Regions from separate parts of the Mus musculus genome. Here region 2 is linked to region 1. A link is a contact called in public Hi-C data. All regions are on one chromosome and are shown on one strand. The core of a region is the stretch at or near the end of the contact, and the rest is flanking DNA. Distances in the headings are between cores, read along the strand shown.

The links. Hi-C and Micro-C count contacts between places; a contact is called where the count stands out from the background.
Region 2: a Hi-C map of the N1E-115 cell line shows a contact between it and region 1, with 2.6 times the contacts expected there. The contact joins the promoter of Akap12 here to the enhancer-like site in region 1. A contact is called at or near these places in 7 of 39 promoter capture datasets (the 3T3-L1 cell line, 3T3-L1-derived adipocytes, the C10 cell line and 3 more), 1 of 484 Hi-C or Micro-C datasets (the N1E-115 cell line), 3 of 115 datasets of contacts at active chromatin or transcription factors (embryonic stem cells, epiblast stem cells and stem cell-derived neural progenitor cells) and 3 of 9 other capture datasets (adipose tissue, liver and pancreatic islet).

What each region holds. Positions count from the first base shown.
Region 1 is chr10:4,184,073-4,191,544 of GRCm38.p6, reverse strand. No RefSeq gene overlaps it. Among named protein-coding and RNA genes, the nearest start is that of Gm25369, 18 kb to the right of the region's middle. Within about 2 kb of position 2,729, at least 19 of the 459 cell types and tissues checked have an H3K27ac peak or open chromatin away from gene starts, as enhancers often do. A contact at or near this core is called in the N1E-115 cell line, where this site is marked.
Region 2 is chr10:4,264,237-4,271,376 of GRCm38.p6, reverse strand. It overlaps Akap12 (A kinase (PRKA) anchor protein (gravin) 12), which reads right to left and starts at 5,048. Exons shown (of 4, transcript NM_031185.3): 1 at 4,709-5,048. The coding sequence starts at 4,858.

The DNA.
Region 1 (7,472 bases), core at 1,480-3,979:
TAGATAATAAAGGAATTTATTGATGACTTACAGTCGGCAGCTCAATTCCCAACAATCGTTCAGTCACAGCTGTGAATGGAAGTCCAAGGATCTAGCAGTTACTCAGTCTCACGCAGCAAGCAGGCGAAGGAGCAGGAGCAAGAGCTAGACTCCCTTCTTCCAATGTCCTTATATTGTCTCCAGCAAAAGGTGTAGCCCAGATTAAAGGTGTGTTCCACCACACCTTTAATCCCAGATGAAAGGCATAGCCCAGATTAAAGGTGTGTTCCTTAACTCGGAGATTCAATCTTCTGGAATCCATAGCCACTATGGCTCAAGATCTTCAAACCAAGATCCAGATAAGGATCTCCAAGCCTCCAGATAAGGGTCACTGGTGAGCCTTCCAATTCCGGATTGTAGTTCATTCCAAATATTGTCAAGTTGACAACCAGGAATAGCCACTACAGGTACAGACTAACATCTCTCTCCAAGTATTTTCTCTTTGTGCTTGCTAGAATTCATGGATTCTGGTGGAGAGCTAACCTTGCTGGCCAAAGCACTCCCATAATTCCCTACTCCTTTGGAGCGCTGGTTGCTGGCTCTAAGGTCCCGCATGAAAAGTCTCCCTACACCTAGCCCTGCTTTCCTGTGCTGATCCTTCCAGTCTCCTTAATTTAAACATTGATTTCCTAAGCAGAGCAAGGAAAAGACCTTTGAATTTGTCGCCCTTTTGTGCAAACTTCTAAGAGCAGCATAGCTACACAACAGAGAGACAGGCTATCGGGGTCTCCAGAGACAGTATCCATGGTCTGTCAATGAAGGGGGCCCAGCAACCACCTCCCACAGAGGAGAGGGACTGCTGATGTTGACTGTCTGATTTGGGAGTAGACCAAGTCTCGAGTGCTTGTGTAAGGATGGAGGAGCCAATGTGGATGTGTATCTTTGGCATGGACACACCCACACAGCCATGTTAAGACCCTCAGGGCCTGGCTCAGACCCATGGAGTGGCAAAGCCTTCCTCAGGTGAGGCTCGAAGGGATGGTAAAGCTATCCTCCGGTCCTCCGTCCTCAGGTCCTTCGGTCCAAAGGTGAATGTTGACAGCGTGTAAAGAAACTATCGGTCACAGGTTCTTCCTCCTGGGTGACTGCAAGCTGGGATTGCTCCCCACCAGGGACCTCCTACTAAGATTAGCTAAACCTGCCTTCTCGTTCAGCTCTATGCTACAAACCTACCTCCTTCCTTATTCAGTTGTATCCAATAAAGCTGCCTCCTCTATTCATGTGCACAAAATAAACGAGGCTTCCAGATTGTAGCTGGTGCCCTCTCTCAGAGAAATACAGCCCACCACCTGTCCCCAGCTTTTCTGTACGTGTGTCTGTCCTTCCTTCATTCCCTCAGGACCCCAGTTCCATCAATTCCTGAAGCCGTGCAGTTCTCAACAGCCTGACTGTTCTTGAGTCTACAAGTCTGACAGCTCCCTTTCAGCCATGTGCCCTGGAAGCCTGAGGACAATGTGGCCAGGGCAGCGGGCAGGATGAGGAGCTGGGGGCGTTTGGGGGGTCACGTCTACCGCCAATCCTGGGCTCATAGATCCCTCCTCCCACCTTCTGTCCAGTATTGCCACCATCTTCATCCTTTGTTCTGTCTCTTTCCTCTCAGATGATATTGTCTTTTCTATGCCAGGGTGATCTCAGCCAATCCTTCTGTAACATCGGCTTCCAAGTCTGCCACACCCTCACCTCAATACATAAATACAAAGAAAAAAAAAAAGGAAAAGGATTGCCTTCTATGCTAGATCCTAAGGGCTGATGGCCCAGGTAGGAGAGCGCTCCCAGCAGAGAGCACAGGATGCCCCGACACTCAGAAATAAGGCAGTGCCTATGGTGTCTATGCCTCAAGGAGAAGCAGGAGGATTGAAGGGAGACGAATTTTCATGTAAATTGCCCAGATGGGCCTATGCTTGTCCCTGTGCACCATAAAATCACTCCGTTTTCTATTTTGTGCCAATTACCAGATCAGGCTCATGTCTGTGTTCCAGAGTCACGACTCCTCTGACAGTTACTCCATTTGAACTTAAATAGCAATTTCAAGTTAATTTGAAAATTGATTAGGTCAGGCATTTTCACAGACGTGATTTTTGCCTTTTGGGAATATGGGAGTTGGGGGAGGGGGGAGGGTCAAAGATCCTTGTATATTTTATGGATTAGGATGTATTTGTGAAAACAGGCTTTCCAGTCAGTTAACATCACCCACTGGAGGAGTCTAACGGTGACCACTGTCAAAGAGCAGGGTTTATAGGAGACACCGCTAGAGACTTTTCTTCCAGCATTTGAGTGTGAGAGGGTCAGGCTGATTGCGCTGCAGATGCTCAGCCACTCCAGGACACAGACATATCTGTTGCAGATGATCACTGCTGATTGCCCGGCTAAATCAATTAGAGTCGCTGACAGTAATTTTCACATCCTCCAGATGAAGGACACAGCGAGGGATGGCGCCGAGGGACTTCTCTTTCCTACCCGAATGTCAAAGTCTAGAGGTCGTCAGTATTAGATTCTCCGCAGCTCCAGCAGCTTCCCAGATGCTCGAAGGCCATGCTCACTTGCCTGCAGGTCTGCATGTTACCCGGCATGCCAAAGCAGCTACCACTTGCCTCAAAGTTCTCCCTCCCTCAGACATCATTGCCTTGGTCCTTGCTGATGAAGCAGAGGTCTGGGATTCTTTATCTCCATTGGTCCCGCCTACGGGCACCCGTCCAAGAATCATGCACTCCGCTCCAGGCAGCAGCCCTTGCCAAGGCTAAACATCAGGATCACCAGAGGGGCTTTTAAAGAAATGACTTCAGGCTCTCCCAGAGAAGCCGAGTCAGCACATCTGGGGACAGGGTGGGGTGTTTTAAGAATCCAGAGGGCTTCTCAAAGGTGATTTGAGGGTTACAAGGATTGAGGAGCCACTGTCCTAAAAATGTCATCGCCTTGGTTACATCCCCAACACCTCCATTCAATGCCTGTGTTTGAGTCTACCTCTAACCCTCATGGCCTTGACAAAGCATCCATTTTAGTGCCTAGTGCTCTTAGGAATTTTGCTGGACTAGCCAATGTTCCCTAGAATGAACCAGAAGAATGAATGTCATATATGAAGTAAAATTTATTAGCTTGGCCTACATGATGGGAACTAGAGAGTTAGCCAAAGTCTGACTCTATGTTGGAAGGACTGTTCGGTCCATGAAGCTGGACTCAATCTGGGGCTGAAGGCCTGGAGCGTCTCTAGAAAGCCACTGGTCCTCAGTCCATGTTGACCGTAGGCTGCTATGCTACTGAAAATGGGGGAGGGGTGGGCATCCCATGTGACTGTATACATTTGGCTTTCCTTGGGTCCAAAGTTGGAAGTAGGAACAAAAGGCTACCATGGATCAAGTCCCAGCTCTTTGGAGCAGTTGGCCAAACTGGGATTTGAACTCGTGACCTTTGGAAGAGCAGTCGGTGCTGTTAACCGCTGAGCTATCTCTTCAGCCCCAAAGTAAATAAACTCTTTTTTTTTGTTTGTTTTTGTTTGTTTGTTTGTTTGTTTGAGACAGGGTTTCTCTGTGTAGCCCTGGCTGTCCTGGAACTCACTCTGTAGACCAGGCTGGCCTTGAACTCAGAAATCTGCCTGCTTCTGCCTCCCAAGTGCTGGGATTAAAGGCATGCACCACCACTGCCTGTTATATATTTAAGTTAGTGCATGTTGTAGAAATCAGAGGAAAATTTGTGCCAGGTAGTTGTCTCCTTCAACCATGTGAGTCTTGGGGATTGAACCTGCGTCCTCAGGCTTGGCATCAGGCACCTTTATCCACAGAGCCATCTTGTTGGCTCTGCTCTCTCCTCTTTACTTCTTTTTGATTATTTTGAGGCGGGTGTCAGTGAGTTTCTCAGGCTGATTTTTGAACTGTTTCTGCAGCCCAGGCATGTCTTGACCTGGCCATTTTTCCCTCAGTCTCTGGTGCTATCAGGCCTGGCTTATTCCAGTGGCTCTTTACTTGGCCCCAAAATAAAGTCCAGATTGATGGGGACTCCCCCAAATCTTGCCAAATTCTCCTATCAAGACCCTGTGTCTCAGAAAAATGGAGCCAGCTCCCTATTCCTAGTTTACGCTGATTTTCTGATAACCTTTGATTCTGAACTTGGGGCGCTTTCTATGCCCTTGTCTGGATGGGTGGGCAAATGTCACTCTTTACAACCAGAGTTGATGAGTGAAGATGCACACTGTACGGAGTCCGTCTGGACCTTGTAGCTTTCAGCTACAGGATGCTATGTAGTCGTATCATCATCTGTAGGCCAGATTAATAATTCTTACAAGGTCAGTTGGAGAATTTCAAGAGAAAAACACTCATTAAAACATTCCCAGTTGCATGGTGGCAGCGCACGCCTTTAATCCCAGCACTTGGGAGGCAGAGGCAGGCGGATATCTGAGTTCGAGGCCAGCCTGGTCTACAGAGTTCCAGGACAGCCAGAGCTATACAGAGAAACCCTGTCTCAAAAACAAACAAACAAACAAACAAAAAACCCAAAAAACAAAACAAACAAACAAATAAACAAACAATCCCAGCCTATCATCTTCTTTCTGGACATGGGTGGGTAGACAGACATTTACCCCGTGTGAATTCATTGCTATGGTGCCTGTGTACTCATCAATGTTGATGCTTATTAAAATTTAGAAACAGCCAGGTATGGTGGTTCCTGCCTGTAATCCCAGCACTTTGGAGACTGAGGCAGGAGAATCATTAAGAGTGTAAGGTCAGGGGCTGGAGAGATGGCTCAGCTGTTAAGATCTCTTCCGAAGGTCCTGAGTTCAACTCCCAGCCACCTCATGATGACTCACAACCATCTGTAATGAGATCTGATGCCCTCTTCTAGTGTGTCTGAAGACAGCTACAGTGTACTTAGATATAATAATCTTTGGGTCAGAGTGAGTGGGACTGGAGAGAGCAGAGGTCCTGAATTCAATTCCTAGCAACCACATGATGGCTCATAACCATCTGTATAGCTACAGTGTACTCATATACATAAGATAAATAACTAAATCAAAAAAAAAAAAAAACCCAAGAGTGTGAGCTCAGGTTGAGCTATCTCTATTGAGTTCCAGGTTAGCCTCAGGCTGTGGTTCTGACTCTTTTGTACAGTTTCTCAAGTTATGGTGATCCCCAACCATAAAACGATTTCAATGCTACTTCATAACTGTAATTTTGCTTCTGTTATGATTGCATTGTAAATTTTTGATAAGCAACCCCTGTGGGGGATGTGACCCACAGGTTTGAGAACCACTGGCCAAAGGCCTTAGCATGAGACCCTTAAGACATTGTAGGGCTTCACATATCGGAAAGGATTTTTCCAAGAGTGATTGGAATTGCTGGTTTCTTTGAAGGAAAGGATTAGTTTTGTCTGCTTGACACAGCCCAGAGTCAGCCAGGAAGAGCCTCAGTTGTGAGGGTCAGCTTGGCCTATGAGCATGCTTTCGGGGGTTATTTTGATTGCCTAAATTGATGCGGGATGACCCAGTCTGAAAGTGGGCGGCACCATTCCCTGGTGTGGGACCTTGCACTGCAGAAGAGTAGGAAAGCTTGCTACACAGTAAGCATGCATCATGCATTCACTTCTCCTCTTGATGTGGGCATGATGCGTTCTATCATCTGGTCTTCCAAGCTGTAGACCGGGCTGTAACCGCACTCTAAAATAAACACCATCTACCTTAGTTGCTTTTTCTATATATATATTTTGCAACAAAAATAAAATTAGAACAAGTATAGATTGAATTGTCCTCCAGTAGGAAATACTGACATCTTGAGTCTCTTCACCTTGTTTGAAAGTAGGGGCTTTGTAGACAGCATCAGATCATGAGGTCAGTAAGACAGGTTCGAATCCCAGATGATGAGTGTCTTTATTTGAAGAGAGGAGACACATAACCAAGGAGATGGCCATGTAAATAACGGGTACAGGAGGGGAGGCAGAGAACAGAGCCATGTAGCTGCCAGCCAAGAGATGGAAGGAGAGGGAGCCCAACCCGGGTGACCCCTCATATCAGATTTCCAGACATAAGAACCGTGGGAACTCCAGGACTGACAGAGAAATTCTGTTGTTTCAGTCAGTAGAGCACTGTCCCAGCAGCCCCAGGCCATGGTCTCTACCCAGCCTCTGAGTTATCATTAGTTGGATGGCAGCAGCAAAGGCATGCTTGTCTTACAACTTCCTCTGGAGACACACGTGCAGACACACACACACACACACACACACACACACACACTTCAATTATTGGCCCTTTGCCACTTTCTGCTTGGTGACAAGCTACATCGCAGATACTTCTGGCCTCCTCAGAAACACCCCCTGACACTGAGCCTCTGCACACCGTGCTCTGCTTTTCTCTTTTTACTGGTCCCGCCTTCCATGCCCAGGTGGCCCGAGTTCAGAGCCTGAGAGCTCTGTGAGACTCAGGGTCTAGACCGGGGACTCTGATAACCCTCCAAGCTCGCATCCCCATCAGAGATCCCTCAGGTTAGGGCTTTCCAGCCAGCAAGGATAGAAAAAACTTTCTGAATGACTAGGCTTGATGCTGAGCTCATTAGAGTGTGGATGTTCGGGGTCTTTTGTTACAGCAGCCAAAGAGGACTAGCAAAAGCCTTTGGCCTAAGCATGTCTGTGAGAAGGGAATGGTAGGCTTGACCATCTCCAAGCCCACCCCAGGACCTGCACATCTTTGGTACCTTCTCAGCTTGTGTTAGAGGGGTGTCATGATTTTTTACAGTGGAAGGATTGTCAAAGTCCTGTTTGTAATGAAGGCCTTGGCACAGGGGTTCAGTTAAAGCAGCTCTGTGAGGGCATACCAAAGGACCATGTGCAGCCATTAAAGTGTTGTTAGTGAGGGCCTTGGAAGATGGCTCAGTTGATAAAGGCCTTTCCCTCACAAACATGAGGACGGGAGTTCAGCTCATCAATGCGCCCATGTGAGAAACCACGTGTGATGGTGGGTACCTGTAATCTAGCACTGGGGAGGAGCAGACAAGGATCCTTAGGGTCTGCTGGCCAACGAAGCTGGTTACTTTGGTGAGTTCTAGGCCTAATGAGAGAACTTGTCTCAAAAGATAAGAGGGATTTGGCCAAACAACTGGGTAGGCCGGCCTATTCTATATGGAGGGTTCCAAGGCAAGCCAGAGCTACATAGTGAGTCCATCTCAAAAAATAAAAAGTCGAGTTTACAGAAGACACCCAATGTTGACCTCTGGCTTCTGCATACATGTACACTCAAACGTGTGCACTCACACATGAACACATATATGCATGCACACAATAAATAATGTCACAGAAATGCAACCATTGATGTGAGGTGTTATATTCAAGTAGATTGCTACGTGCATATAAATACATCATGGTGTGATCTTATCAAGACATACAGATGCTCGTTTTGTGTATATTACAGAAAGGTCTAAAAGGAAATGTTAATGGTGGCTTTTCTTACTTAAAAG
Region 2 (7,140 bases), core at 3,799-6,298, 78 kb before region 1:
TCAGGGCTGCCAAGAAGGCACAGAATGTGAGGTGCTTGTGGCCTAACCAGATGACATGAGTTCAATGTTCAGGCCCCACATGGTAAGAGGAGACAACTCCTATACTTGTTCTCTGACCTCCAGGTATGTATATGCATGTGTGCACATGCACATGCACACACACACACACACACACACACACACACACACACATACAAATATGTAATCATTTATTTAAAAATAAAGGTTGGGGGACTGGAGAGATGGCTCAGCAGTTAAGAGTGCTGGCTGCTCCTCCAGGTTCTGAGTTCAATTCTCAGCACCCATGTGGTGGCCCATCTGTAATGAGATCTGATGCCCTCTTCTGGCACGCAGGCATACATGCAGGTAGAGCACTGCACACATAATTAATTAATTAATTAATTCAGAGGCATTCTGATTGCTAAACTTGGTCAGCATGTTGGCTGCAGAAACCAAGATTTACCAGAGCAACGGAAGTCTATTAGTCATTGGTCACCCATGGTCTGTCAGCAACTGAATGAAAATAAACCTGCAGAGACCAGAGATTATAGACACACAATTGAGAAAAAGAGAAGCCAATCTTACTGTCCCCAGGAGCAGTCTTAAACCAGGAACTAGGGAAATAACACAGGAAGCCATTTCCCCTTACAATTTGCATATGAAGAATAACTATAGGACTTCTAGTTTTACTGAAGTACAACATAGATAAAACCTAGGCTGGGGCATTTAAATGTTATAACTCTTGGGCTGAGTCTGCAAAAGTCCGGCTTGCTCTGGCAAGGCCCTGGGTTCAATCCTAGGCAAGAGGAGGAGGAGGAGGAGGAGGAAGAAACAGAAGATCAGCTTTAGTTCCCAGAGGCTGGAGAGATGACTCAGAGGCTAAGAGCACTGGCAGAGGACCAGAGGGATCCCAGAACCCACCGCAGGGAACCCACATCTAGCTTCCACCGGCATGAATGCTGGAGGGTGAACACACAATTTTAATTTAAAACAAACAAAAAAGCTTACCTCTTATGTGACCTCATGACAGAGTTCAACAGAAGAGTTGCTTTGGGGCACTCTTAGAAATAACGGCTAACTAAAGTCAGCAGAACGAGGGGCTCAGGACTGTAGCCCAGCATCCTGCCCAAAACTCTAGGTTCACGTTCTAGCATCCAAAAAAATAAGTAAATAAAAATTTGGACAGTATAGAGATGCCATGATGTTAATACATATAACATGTATTTCAGGAAAAAAAAATTAAACTGAATAGAATGGTGGATCCTAACTGTAATTTCAGTCTTCAGAAGATCACCAAGGGTTTGAGGCCACCCTAGGTTTAATAGTGAGTTTGAGGCCAGCCTGGGCTAATGAGTTGATTTCTTGTCTAAAAAACCAAAACAGCAAAAACCCCAAGCCAACTGATGTACCAAATATGTAGCATCTGATATAAATATTTGAATATATATATATATATATATACATATATATATATATATATATGTAAGGATCCTAGCACTCGGGAGGCACAGGCAGGTGGATTTCTGAGTTCCAGCCCAGCCTGGTCTACAAAGTGAGTTCCAGGACAGCCAGGGCTATACAGAGAAACCCTGTCTTGAAAAACCAACAAAACAAAACAAAACAAGGATAAAAGTCTTTAATGATCAATTCTATAATAAGAAGGAAAAAAGGATATCATTCTATCTAAAGACGGAAAACTGTCGGGCAATGGTGGCACATGCCTTTAATGCCAGCACTTGGGAAGCAGAAGCAGGCAAATTTCTGAGTTCGAGGCCAGTCTGGTCTACAAAGTGAGTTCCAGGACAGCCAGGGCTACACAGAGAAACCCTGTCTCAAGAAAAACACAAAAATAAAAAATAAAAAAATAAAAAAAGAGGGGAAAAACTATATACTACATAGCAAACCTCCTCAAAATGTCTACAGATCCATCAAGATTATATATTCATGATGTAATCCATAAGTAACTCTGTGAATGTTTCATCTGACCCCACCCCCCAATAGGGGGTGTGTGTTCATGTAGCCTAGATTGAATCAGCTTCAAAATCACAGTGGTCCTCAGACTCCTGAATGCTGGGATTGCAAATGCAAGTCTCCACACCCAGCCAGACCTCTCTCTTTCTAAAGAGCAAACAGGTCTTCAAATCTGATTTTCCTCCTAAATCATTTGCTCAATCTACTAAGTACTAGAGAGACTGTCATTATCTGATACACAAAACGAATCCTCATGAGGTTAAAAGTGAAGCCGGAGAAGGGGACAGCTGGCATTCACCAATGAGATCCCAAGGGCCAGGACCACCACTTCTTCCATCAGCTCTTGCCAAGTTCCTGATGTTTCGCGCCATGCACCTTGCCTCACACAGGGGACAGTTTGTCAGGAAATCGGGTAAGCCCTTCGCCTTGTGGAGCATGGTAGTTAAAAAGCCCCTAAGTCCACAAAGGTAGAAACTGCGGATAGGGGACAAGGGGCTAAGGAGACGAGAGTGATGGAAGCCTCTAAGGTCAGGCATTGGAACTTAAGATAGGCCGGGCGTGGTGGAAAGAGTAAGAGAGGACTTAGAGGTGCTGAATCATTCTTAATTCTGAGATCCTACTGAAAAGTCTTAGGTCTTCAACCCTAGGTAACCTGTGGGTGGAAGGAAGTAACATACACGTATGTGTGCAGCAAGCACGTGCATGTGGATCGATCCATCTTCAAATTGATAACTGGGAAGCGGGCCAACAAATTAATGGTGTCACCAAGTCATCTTTTAAAAGAGACTGCTTGGATGTTTCAAGATGGCGGTTGATGGCGAGGGGGAGGGGGGATGCAGGCTACGGGATGGCGTGGAAGGAAGAAAAGAAAGGTTCATAACTTACTGTAAACAGATAATAAACCTTGACGTCATATAAAAACCAAAGTTAAAAAAAAAGTCTCCTGACTGCAGATTTTTAGCAATTATATCTTAAAATGACTATATTTCCAAACTGGAGCTATGTTGATGGTGATCGCCAGCAAAGCAAGGTGAGGGGCAGTGAGGTGATGAGTCAGCAGATACAGGTGCCTGCTGTGCAAAGCCAGCAGCATGAGTTCCAGCCCCACAACCCACATAAAGGCGGAGGGAGAAAACTAACCGCACAGAGCTGTCCTCTGACCCCCACGCACGCGTGCCAAGGAACAGTTGCCCTGACCACCACCTGCCCAATGTACCCACAAACTAAGCACTAAGGGCAGGTGTACTCAAAGAAGTTTCCAAAGAGTGTTACACGGAGTATTAAAATGTAAATGAGGCATCCAAAAGATGGAGACTGACTGGATGGCAGAAGTCTCTCAGAAGACCTGCGCATCTGAGGCAGTGAGGACTTTGGACTTTATAAGTGGTGATGAGTTAAACACTGGAGGCAGGAACTGTTAAGAGAGGCCACCCAGCCTACATTATACTAGGCAACATAAAGAGCTCAAAGCCATCAGGTCCCACCTCTGTTAGATTTACCTGGAACTCAGTGTTTTATTCTCACACAAAGATGTTTCCACTTCCTGACCCATTTCTAAAGGTCCTCGCTGCTCTCTATCACCAAATTCTGAAATTGGTTGGTTTTTCCTTTAAGTTGTTTGGTTGTTCAACACGTTTCTGTAAAACTATCTTAAATCCACCCGAGCGAACTCTTGCTCACAAACACGTGCTGGAAAACAGCCAACAGGCAATGTTGCCATCCGGGCGTGGCTATGAAATCATTTGAGAGGCTGAGGCAGGAGGACTGCCACTAGTTGGGCTAGCTAGTGAGTTCCAAACCAGCCCTGGGCTACAGAGTGAGACCCAGTCTTAAAACAAGTAAGCAAATTAATTAATTAACAACCCTAAACAATAACAAAACAAAAGGAACAGAAGTAAAATACAATAATGAGAGCAAGACACAAAGGTAAAGGCTGTGATGGGCAGGGCAGGGTCAAATATTCCAGTCTCAAACTAAGCATCCCTATAAAATGCAGTATATCTAGAGCTTTACAGTGGACTCGACAGAAAGAGTGCAAGGAACGCTTACTTAAGCCTTTTCCTACATCCGTGCAGAACTTCTAACTCCAATGTTTGTTTATCCAACTGAGTCCACAGGCAGTAAACTGTGAGAAAGGGAGACAGGACTCCAGGAGCTTTGCCTATCCCTCCATTCGTGCTTCTGCTCCGGTTCTCTCTGTCTGGAAGAGAGCTACATGCATGGCTCTCTGCATTAGCTAGGCGGTGTCCCAGGCGCTGCCGCAGGACTCTGGGTACCAGACCTGGTGGCCCGGGTGGAAGCTGGTATCAAGGCCAACACTGGGCGGGGAACCTAGAACCTAGGTTTGCCCTGCTTCAAAGCAGGTCCCGACTTCCCCACTCTGGGACCTGGGATCTAGGGGTGTGTAAAGTGGCTTAAGAAGCCTGGCCGTGGTCAATTCTTACGGATGCCCCACCGGCCATCCCCCAGGCTGCCAGCCCACCGGAAGAGAGAAGAAAGACTAGAGAACGGCGGTCAGGGCAGATATGATGGTTGCAGAAGGGCTGGCTAGGTCGCCGCCCTTAGAGACCCTCCACAAAGATGCCAGCCCCGCCCCGGTGCAAAAGACCCCAGAGACTGCACAGGGCTGCGCTCGAGTTTGCAGATGGGCTGTACCGGCGGGAAGTTGTGGCAGGCGGAAACCGCCGGGACGCCCCATCTCCATCCCGCCCCACCCGGGCAGGTGGCTGCAGCTTACCTTGGTGGCGGGGTCCGCGTCAGCGGGATCTCCAGCTGCTCCCGACGCTTCCGCTGCGGGCCCATGGCCACTGAGCTCCAGCTCGCTCGGCGTGTCGCTCTCCGCCGGCTGCTCGGGGCTCCGCTGCTCGGTGGAACTGCCTGCACCCATGGCTCAGTGGCTTTCCTACTCTCGCCGGCTAGCCGTCTTCCTGGGACCGCGGAGAAGCAGAGGGGCGAGGAGATGTGCGCCCAGGACCACAGGGACTAAGGGGTGAGGAGCACCCGCTCTCCACGATCCTGCTGAGAACACACCCGGACTGAGAATGAAGGGGACGCGCTCGTGGCAAACTCCTTAAAAGAAAAAAAAAAAAAAAAAGCCACCTCGTAGCCTCCTCCCCCCTCCTTGTTTTTCCCTCCCTTCATCACATGAGCACAGCCCAGACACGCCTTGCAGCATCTCCCCCTAGGCTGCTAGGACCAGAGGCTCCGACACCAGGCCCCCAGCAGCCCACCCCGCCCCCAGGGCTTCTCGGGTCATTAAAGGGGGACGAGGGGTTTGGGGTCTGTCCCAGGGCTGCAGAAGGTTCAGGAGCAGCAAAGAAGGGGGCGGGGGCAAAAGCTTTGTTTTTTTAATGTAATGATTGATAACCCAAGGTTGGATCTTCTGCAGACTAAGGATTTACATTTGACCAGGCGGGAACCCAAATCCCCATTTGCTTTTCTTCAGGTTGGGTTTGACTTTAAGCATTTGTTTCTAGCTTTCTCTCCTTCAGCCGGAGAAAGGAAGCCCTCCTGGGCTGCTCCTGAGCCTGGCCATATTAGGGCGGCTCACGTGGCAGGAGCTGGGAAACCCAGAGGTTGATGCAGTCAGGCCACCGCTGAGGTGGGCCCAGCGTCCCCATGATCCCAGCCAGTGATGTCAGCTGATGCCATCAACAGAACTCGCCGCCCTCTTTCCCCGGGGAACGCGCGGGGAAATGAAGCTGTTACTGGAAATGTGCCTGTCCTTTGAGCGTCTGATGCTGAAGGTTACACATCCAGGCCATTCGTCTCTCTCCCGACGCTTAAACACCACATTGGCTTAGGTCTGCTTAGTCGCCATCGGCATTATCAAAACACGAAGATTTCTCTCGTACTAGCAAAGAAAGGGCCTGTCTGTTTTCTTCCTCCACTTGATTAAATACTCATTGTATTAACATGGCAGCCAATAAGTCTTAAATTGAAATTTTGTTAGATTACCCGTCACTAAGCATTAAAATGCTAGGGGGAAAAGATGAAATGATGTCAGGTGAGCCCGGTGCCATGATTCGTGTCTGAAATCCTGATGCTTCAGTGGCTGAAGTTGGAGGGTTAGCTTGAGCCTGAGGCCTGCATGGGGTAGGTAGTGAGTGAGTTTCAGCCAAGTCTGAGAGCCACAAAGCGAGGCTCTGTGGATGAGTGAAGGAATTAGTGATTTAAAATCAGTAAGAGCATTGAATCTAGATGCCAGATAAATATCTTGTCCCTAGATTTGATACAGGTTACTTGAGTATCAATGAAAACATTAATTTAGCTAATAACACTTGGTCCTTATTCATGGTCATTTAAGTGTTTATTGGGAACAACTCGGTTTTTCAGGATAAAATTTGGTTTCTCCACTTATTTCGGAAGGCCAGTTTCTTTGGGGTTCATTCATTTAGAAACAGACTTTCAAGTTGCTTTTAGTTATTTGTAAGTGTGTCACCTATCTCAATTTGTCTTGTTTGTTGAGAAAGAATTTCTCACAATCTAGTTCAGGCTAGCCATAAGTGTTGTAGCCAAGTCTCTGGAGGGAAGACAGTATAGACTTGTGAGACTGAGACCACACCCTACTTCAATTTAATTTTTGAATATTTAGAGAACATTAGCATCTCCCCTCCCCCACCCCTTACAGTGCTGAGGGGTGGGGGATGGAACCCAAGGCCTTGTGCACTCTGAGACAAACACTCTAGCTTTGAACCATGTCTCTGGCCCAAACTTGAAAGTTCTCATTTTGTATCAGGTACTATTCAAAAAACAAAACAAAGAACAAAAAAACATTGCGTATATCATCGTATGTAATCCTTATAACAACCCAATGGCATACAGATTACCAATAGAGAAAGGGAAGGGGATTAACCAAAGAAGGCAAATTTTTGTGTATCCAAGGATTCATAGTCGGTAGATGGATATGAGGGAGGGATCCAGTGAGCATGTGACTTTAAGGTCCACCCTAGTCCTTCCTCAGGATGGTAGGAACTTAAAAACGCTGCTGAAACAGCCTGGGTGTGGCTTTGATGCAGAGCCTAGGATTAAGGGCATTGAGTTCTATCCCCACAGCAAAAGCAGGGGAGAACAATAAAGTCAGCACATTTGAAAATAGAGGAGGAGGCACTGTTTGTCCCACCGATTTGATACAAATAGTATCAACGTTCCCCCATTTTGTGAGATTGT